Linked DNA regions of Zea mays: all the other regions are linked to region 3. A link is a contact called in public Hi-C data. All regions are on one chromosome and are shown on one strand. Each heading gives the region's core, a stretch centred on a gene start, on an enhancer-like site or on the middle of the called end of the contact. The rest is flanking DNA. Distances are from core to core; before and after follow the strand shown. Region 1 holds the start of LOC103640651 (regulatory-associated protein of TOR 1). Region 2 holds the start of LOC100281538 (AMP-binding protein). Region 3 holds the start of LOC107228384 (Scarecrow-like protein 3).

Region 1 (2,700 bases), core at 151-2,650, 490 kb before region 3:
GTGCCTATTCGATACCAAAAACTTTTCAAAGACTGCACAGCATGGAATTTTGTTCTATATGTAGGTATATGCACATGTCACCATGATCAACACAATATTTATAGGGCCTGTTAGATACCCAGAATAATACTGTTTATTTTTTATCCAAGGCATACAGGTTGAAAATGTTATCACCATGCTACATCTAGGTGGTAAATGAAGTTAAGAATTTGAATGAGTTGGGCACAATACATTTGTTTTGTAGCAGTTAATATTAACAAAGAAATGTTCAGTGTCATATTATGCAGTAAAAGAGTAATACAACATGTAATTTATAATTTATCCCTCCCCGACAACCTTTCAAAACACTTGTGAAGCAGAAGACACTAGGCAGTGGCAAACGATAATGCATACCACCATATCGTGATTGTCCTGCTCACAATAGTGAGCATAGCGGTTACTTATTCCGTGACTTCCGGGGCCTCGCTAGTTACATCTGGCAACACCACACCTTAGTCCATACGTGCTCCGTAACGGAGATTGATAAATAAATGCTAATTTGCTAAGTTGGCAGGCACCGTAATCACTTCATACTCCTCGCAGCTGCACCCAAGCTACCATTTTAAAGCTAAATCAGCTAAGTGCTATCCCAAAGATGCCCCCGAGAACAGGCGTTGCCGAATTCAGTGAATAGCGGAGTATAACATCAGAAGAAACGGCATCTGCAATCTGCATCACATCCATTACCCGATCCTTGGGGCGCCACTTGGAGACGAGGCCACTGGTGGAGGGCCCTGCGGCTGCGGCCGCAGCCTCATCGATCCCCTCAGGCTCGTGGCGCTGCTCGCACAGCACGACCAGCTGGGGCAGGTACGGCACGGGCGCCGACTTATCCACCTCGTCGGCCTCCAGCCCGTTCCTGGGCTCCGGCCCGCTGGCAGCCAGGAGGCCATCCCCGGTATGGTTGTGGTTCTGGTGGTGGTGTTGATTGGGCAACGGCGGCGTCGGCGAGGACGACAGTCCCCTGGAGGACGAGGAGTGGACGAGCCTGGACGCCATGAGATCTCCCAATGCCATCGACGCTTGCTGTGCCTCTTTTCACCCCGCAGCCAAAACCATCATGAGGTCGGGAGCTCGCTCACGTACATCGATCGAATCGGGCCAGCGTGGCGAGTCGGAGGTGGGGAGCCGGGTCAGTGGGGGTGGGGAGACTGGGCCGAGGTTGGTGGGGGAGGGGTTTAGGGTTAGGGTTTGGTTGGCCGGGAGGAGAGAGAGAGGAGGGGGAAGGGACGGGAAGCGGCGTCTCGATGCGGGAACGAGGAAGCAGGCGACGCGACGCCAGGCGAGCAGCCGAGGAGAGAGATTGAGGGAAAACAAAATAAAATTTATAGTATAAAGGTTGGAAATGGAAATTGCCTGCCCTCTTTCCTCCATTATTTTACTACTTTTGGAGACAATGGACACAGCTCGTTCTCTTCTCGTAATGGTTGAATGCACTATAAATATATATGTATACTAGGTGAGTGCCCGTACGTTGCAACGGAACCATATAATGATACGATAACTTATGTACATATGTGTGTTATATTGTTATAGATATGTGCCCATGCGTTGCGACGGAAGTAAAAGATTTGTATGAAACATTGATACGGAACGACAAACATCACTATGATACACCCTACTGTAGAGTATTTCTTTCTCTTCTCATTTCCCATTATTGTTATCACTTCTCTTTCAACGAGAATTTTCTTTCTTATTTTATTTTATTTTATGTAGAAGTGCCATATAGTCTCTTTGGCTAATTTAATGTAGTTTTGTTATCTGGAAATCTGGACTAATATATTTATCCCATCTTTAAAAGTGGTATTTTGAATTATTAGATCGACATGTTAACAACTGGGTGGGGGTATTTTATCTACTATCTTTACTACTATAATAATGCACTACTTTTAATAGTTCCAGTCGTGGTTTTTTGTGCGTCACGCCCCCACCCGCTCGCTCGTTCTCCACGCTTCGCTATCCAGGAGCGTCCGCTCACTCTCTAACATCCACAAACACTATCCTTTGAGCATTACATATATTTTTGAAATGATTTAGTTGTGCATTACTATTTTATTCAATATTTTGTATGCCGTCGCAACGCACAGCTCAATACTGATTTAGTTTTGTATAGATCTTTAACGTTGACTGGAACCACTCCTTGATCTGATGTTGGTACTGGCAATTTGGCAAATAGGAAAACCTTGTGATGTTCATTTCCATTTGGCATGGAGCTCTGGTGCATATCATTCCTCGTATGGTCATTGACAGACCTGGCCCACAAGCAGCCGCAAACCAACTGCTCTTTCCTGGTTTTTGTTTTGTTTTTCGATGTGCATAGCTTAGACGACTTTGTGTCTGTTGTGGCATACACGCTAGGAACGGATGGTGAATATAAGCAAAGATGTGTTGCTGCCATTTCTCATATGAACATGTCTCCGTAGTTAGTAGTATGATTGATTATACATGCTTTGACAGAGTAACATTTGCTGAATCTTTACACAAAAAGGGCGAAGAAAAGAAGAAAGCGAAAAGGAAAAAAAAAGAAAGAAAGAAAATATCAACCTCAAATTACAATTGCATCTCATGATGCTGACGCTAGTGTACATTCAAACACCAGAGAAGAGAGAGAGACGATGATGTTGCCCATCAACCTTCGCCTTCCAGATAGACGCAGCAGCA
Region 2 (2,700 bases), core at 21-2,520, 350 kb before region 3:
TAAAACCCCAGGCAGGGGCGGGGCGTTAGTACTTCTGTTTTTTTTTTCCGATTCTTCTCTTGATCTCTTCTAACTCTGTCCCGTGCTTTAGGATTGGTGCGCACGGTATCTGACGGACGTGGAGAGAGAAGCAGACCCTAGGCTTGGTTGCTGTTCGAGTAGATCTGATGACGCCACCCAACCGGACTAAAGATCTTCAGTAGTTTTTTTTTTTAAAAAAAAACTCCCAAAAACGACGTAGGGAGTTGCTAAATAATAATAGAAAGTAAAAAATTCCATGTTTTTAATAGTCCTCTATTTTTAGTTGCTATTTTTTAAAATAATGCTAACTCAGCTTATTAGCCTTTTTTAAATAGCCCTAGTTTGTCTTCATCCAGGCAAGCACGTAGATCAAATAACGAACAGCTTCACCTACTTCATCTGTGTACAAGGTCTTGGTTCATTGGTTTTGCTTCTTCATCAGATATTCAGGTAGTACTACTTGCTTCATGTGGTACTTTAATTATCACCAAGAATTAGTTGCTAGTCCACATGTGTTCCATAAAAGAAATCAGTGCCTCATTAATTTATTTCAACCGTGATTAGATTGTACAGTAGGACGAGCGCGATCAGATTGCATACCTATAATTCAATAGTTCTGTATGAACTGAAAACACATATAATTCTATCTGAATTTTAGTCACATATACACATGAAACTAGATTGGAAACAGTATATAGGAGTAGAACATGCAACTAAAAATCCACAAAAGTAGAGCGTCGACGTGGCTGAGATCTCGGCAGTCACGGATGTTCGCGTTAGGGTCTGTTTGGCATGGCTTCAGAGCAAACTTTTAAGGAGGAGTTGGTCAGAGCATGTCAAACACCCTAACTTCAGAGTTGTAAACTCTATGGAGTTTTTGGAGCTACAGTACAATTTTTTGGAGTACCTCTTTTGCTACTCCAAAAACTCCAAGAAAGCAACCTAGTCAGAGAGTTTGGTGTTATTTACCCGTCACTACCACCAGTTATGAGAAACAATCTAAACTCTAAAGTAGAGCTGCTCCATCTAGAGTTTTGTATTAGAGCTGCTCTAGGGTGGAGCAGAGTCATGTCAAACACGCTCTTAATAATGATGACACTGAATTAAGGATGAGAAGCAGAGCAAGCGCGAGCAGCGGACGAGAAGGACACGACACGACACGCAACGCAATCAGCACCATACAGATAAAAAGAATATCCTATTTCAGCGTGAGAGGTGGGACAGACTACAGAGAGGCGGCTTGCGGCAGCTTGCGTTCCCTTCGTTGCCGCCTACCCCACGCAACGCAACGCAACGGATCGCCAAATCAACTTGAGCTTGAGCATCCCACCAATCCACTCCCCAACAGCAATGGACGCCGCCCAGCGCCGCGTCGGTACCCACCTCCAGCGCCCGCCGCCGCCCGCCGGGGGCTACGGCCTCACCGTCAACCCCACCGCGGCCGAGTACGTCCACGGTGCGTCGCTCTAACTACCTGCGCTTCCCTTCCCTTCCCTTCCTCCGTGTGCCAGTTCCGTTCCGCCCCGCCGCCTGCTGTTTCGTTCGCCGCGAGCCGCTCCCGACTCCCCGTCAACGATCCACTGCAACATGGAGTTTTCGCTTTATTTACTAGTTACTACTAGATTTATTTACTCCTATATCTGTCTGTCTGTCTGTCAGCATCAGGATGGGTCCAGTCAACTCTTATTAAGGCATCTATCTTCCTTCAGTTTCACTTGTCTGTCAGCATCAGGATGGATCCACTCCATCCTCGTTGAGTAGCGAGAATGAGAATATACTCTGTATCTAAATCGAACTGTTTATATGGACGCATGCACATGATATCGCTGCTACCTGCATTCGTCCCCAGCGCCTGCTGCCACCCTATCCCTGCTCCATTCCAACCGCGATTATTGTTTCCTTTGTTTGGGTTGACGGTGCAGTTACATACATGAATGTTTTCAGCGCAGGGCTACAGTGTCCTCCTCCCTGAGAAATTGCAAACCGGCAGGTGGAACGTGTACCGGTACGTGCCCTTGGTTAGTGGTTGTTCTTTCTGCGGTCCCTGTGCTGTGATGGCTTGCTTCTGATTCCTATCGCCGTCTTGCAGATCCGCGCGTTCACCGTTAAGGCTGATAAGTAGATTCCCTGACACCCCAGACATTGGAACGCTGCATGACAATTTCACGTAAGACACCGGGGCCACCACCCCACTTCCATCTGGCCTTTTTATCTTGCTTTCTTTCCTATCTAGCTTCTGTGAAAGGTTCTGTTATTACCAACAACAATGTGATCGGTTTACTGTTTCCCTTTATTTTTGCGCAAAGCTTGGATTTGGAAAAAAAGTTATCTAGGTCAAATATGATATCTTGATCTGATGTTAGAATAACTGAATAAGAGCTAGTGAAAATCTTGAATGCACTAGTTTTTATGTGATAGCTCACGCCTTCATGAAAGCTGGTAAAATTGACCGACTAGGAGGAAAAAAATGTCGTAACCTTTCAGGCAAAGTGTTATATTTTCCAAATTTTGCAGGTATGCAGTTGAGACATTTACAGACTGTAAGTACCTGGGAACAAGAATCAGAGCAGATGGAACAATTGGAGAGTAAGGATTAGCTATCTAATACACTCACTATCGCCTGCAGCGTCCTTTTCATCCAGACTGATTTGTGCAAGTGACAAATAATGTTGTAGCTAC
Region 3 (2,700 bases), core at 61-2,560:
CCGGCACGGCCCGGCCCAAGTTGCAGCACTATGATCTGGCGCTGTATCTGAGTTACTTAATTCATAACACGCATCAGTTTTAAATTGCTATCTGGAAAGAATCAGGTTGTTGTTGCGCTAGTTTTTCTTAGTGGATGGTTTGTTGTTGCATTCTTAAGGATGCTGTGTGTTTTCTTCTGTTTCTTCTTTTCAGTTTTGTTGTGTCTGTTCTCCCATTAGCTTCGTGGTGGTTTGTAATTTGTCTGCTGAGACAGCGGCGCACCTATGTAAGGATTGTCCCTTCTTCAAGGAAGTGTGAAGCATGATCTTGTCTTAGGTCGATCTGCGGTTCCTAGACGGTACTCCAAAGAAGGGAACCTGTACACTTGGTGGCATAGACTGAGAATGCTCTGTAGCAAGCAATTAAGCAAAAGTTTCGATGACTTACTAATTTATTTCTGATGGAGGTTGGAAAGAAACAACAGAATCTTCAAGAGACAACAGAGAACGACAGAGCAAGTTGCGTAGGTGGTGAAAGAGCTCGTTGGTAGAGGTTTAGCTTGTCTGTAGCGGCTAGTTGCCCTAACCCTCTTTCTTGATGTCTGTTTACTAAGCAGTTCTGGTCAAGGGGGTCGGGTCTTTGTTTCAGTGTCAGTGTTCCGCCTAGTGCAGGATCGTTAAGTTGTATGGATTTGTACCAGTTTGTAATGTTTTTTTTCTCCCTTCTAATATATTGGTTTGCCTTTCCCTTTCAAAAAAGATCTCTTTCTTTAAATGAATTGTGGCAATTCTCTTGCCGCCTTTTCTTAAAAAAATCAATTTTGGGTTGCTCTCCATCAGTTTAGTTCCTACCTAGCTTTAACATCTTGAAAAGCCATGCGAATTAGGTATCATTGGAATTTCTCCTATTTGGTGTAAGATGGTGTTGCTGCCTTTTTTTGCCGTGCTTCTGTTGTGTTCTTCATTTGGATTTGGATATCCATGCATATGGATCTGCAGAAGAGATCTGAAATTGTGACGCACGTCGTTCCTAGTCCTAGGTGGACATGTTCTCCTTGCAAACAAGAACAAGTTATTATTACTCCCTCCGTTTCTTTTTATTTGTCGCTGGATAGTACAAAATTACACTATCCAACGACAAATAAAAAGAAACGGAGGGAGTATTAAACAAGCATGCGCGTCAAATCTGAACGACTTCTCCAAGAAGCGGCCACCTTGCAATCACCAAGCATTTGTTTTTGCTGTGGTAAAGCTGACAAGGCTCAAGTGTTTGCTTCTTGTCCTCTGACGAAATTAACATGAATGCAGATTTTGGAGCCATGCCTGGGATTGAATTGATCGCAAAATTGTCTGATCCAAAACGCTGCAGATAAGTTCCAAGCGAATATCTCCCGGGCTGCCTAGTGATTCCACCGAGATGCAGACGACATCGGCTTAGCCCTTGCCGCACATGCGTCCACTCCTGCCTCGTCGCTTCTGCGCTCCATGACAAGGTCACCCACCTCGGAACGTATGAACTCGAGACCCCTGCAGGCTTGCCAACACGTTTGTCGCCACGCCAAGGTCCAGTGTCCAAGCCCAGCAATGGCGTGCGGTGCCTTCATATCCAGCGCAGCAGCAGCGACGGTCCATTAATTGACCACAAGCCCCCGCCCGTCCGAAGCAACCGACATGGACATGTTCCAGGAGGACACGCTGTCGTCGGCCACGTCGTCTCCGGCGTCGTCGCTGTGCACGCCGTCGCCGCACCCGCACGGGTCGTCGTGGGTGCAGGAGCTGAGCCACGACCAGCAGGGCCTGCGCCTCATCAGCCTGCTGTACCAGTGCGCGGCGGAGGTGGCGGCGGGCGCCTTCGACCGCGCCAACTTCTACCTTGAGCAGATCACGCAGCTGGCGTCGCTGGACGCGCCGCACACGCTGCAGCGCCTCGCCGCCGTCTTCGCCGACGCGCTGGCGCGGAAGCTGCTCAACCTGGTGCCAGGCCTGTCGCGGGCGCTGCTGCCCACGGGGCCGGGCAGCCCCGCGGAGGCGCACCTGGTGCCCGCCGCGCGGCGCCACCTCTTCGACGTGCTGCCCTTCATGAAGCTGGCCTACCTCACCACCAACCACGCCGTCCTGGAGGCCATGGAGGGGGAGAGGTTCGTGCACGTCGTCGACCTCTCCGGCCCCGCCGCCAACCCGGTGCAGTGGATCGCGCTGTTCCACGCCTTCCGCAGCCGCCGCGGGGGGCCCCCGCACCTCCGCGTCACGGCCGTGCACGACGCCAAGGAGTTCCTGGCCAGCATGGCCTGCGTGCTCGCCAGGGAGGCCGAGGCGTTCGACATCCCGTTCCAGTTCAGCGCCGTGGAGGCCAGGCTGGAGGACCTGGACGCGGACGCGCTGCGGCACCTCCTCCGCGTGCGCTCCGGCGAGGCGCTGGCCGTCAGCGTGGTGGGGCAGCTGCACCGCCTCCTGGCGGCCGACGACGCCGGCGGCGGCAGGAGCAGCAGGCACGTGCACGTCCCGGGCAGCAGCTGCCTCACCCCGGTGCAGATCATCGCGCGCTCCAGCCCCAGCAGCTTCGGCGAGCTGCTGGAGCGGGAGCTCAACACGCGGCTGCAGCTGAGCCCGGACTACTCGCCGGTGCTCTCTATCTCGCCGCAGTCGTCGCCGGTGCCTGGGCAGCAGCAGCAGAGGGAAAAGGCGCCGAAGCTGGGGAGCTTCCTGCGCGCGGTGCGGGCG

Evidence for each region. A called contact is a pair of places that touch in the nucleus more often than the background predicts.
Region 1: a contact with region 3 is called in a Hi-C map of tassel, with 2.4 times the contacts expected there. The contact joins the promoter of LOC103640651 here to the promoter of LOC107228384 in region 3. A contact is called at or near these places in 2 of 25 Hi-C or Micro-C datasets (bundle sheath and tassel).
Region 2: a Hi-C map of tassel shows a contact between it and region 3, with 2.1 times the contacts expected there. The contact joins the promoter of LOC100281538 here to the promoter of LOC107228384 in region 3. A contact is called at or near these places in 2 of 25 Hi-C or Micro-C datasets (ear and tassel).

The regions. Positions count from the first base shown.
Region 1 is chr10:926,034-928,733 of Zm-B73-REFERENCE-NAM-5.0, forward strand. LOC103640651 (regulatory-associated protein of TOR 1) reads right to left here and starts at 1,401. Exons shown (of 23, transcript XM_035963278.1): 1 at 727-1,401. The coding sequence starts at 1,056.
Region 2 is chr10:1,061,691-1,064,390 of Zm-B73-REFERENCE-NAM-5.0, forward strand. LOC100281538 (AMP-binding protein) reads left to right here and starts at 1,271. Exons shown (of 23, transcript NM_001154456.2): 1 at 1,271-1,477; 2 at 1,966-2,026; 3 at 2,111-2,188; 4 at 2,536-2,607; 5 at 2,697-2,700. The coding sequence starts at 1,372. LOC100193832 reads right to left here and starts at 27. Exons shown (of 10, transcript NM_001138914.1): 1 at 1-27.
Region 3 is chr10:1,416,039-1,418,738 of Zm-B73-REFERENCE-NAM-5.0, forward strand. It overlaps LOC107228384 (Scarecrow-like protein 3), which reads left to right and starts at 1,311. Exons shown (of 1, transcript NM_001320427.1): 1 at 1,311-2,700. The coding sequence starts at 1,651.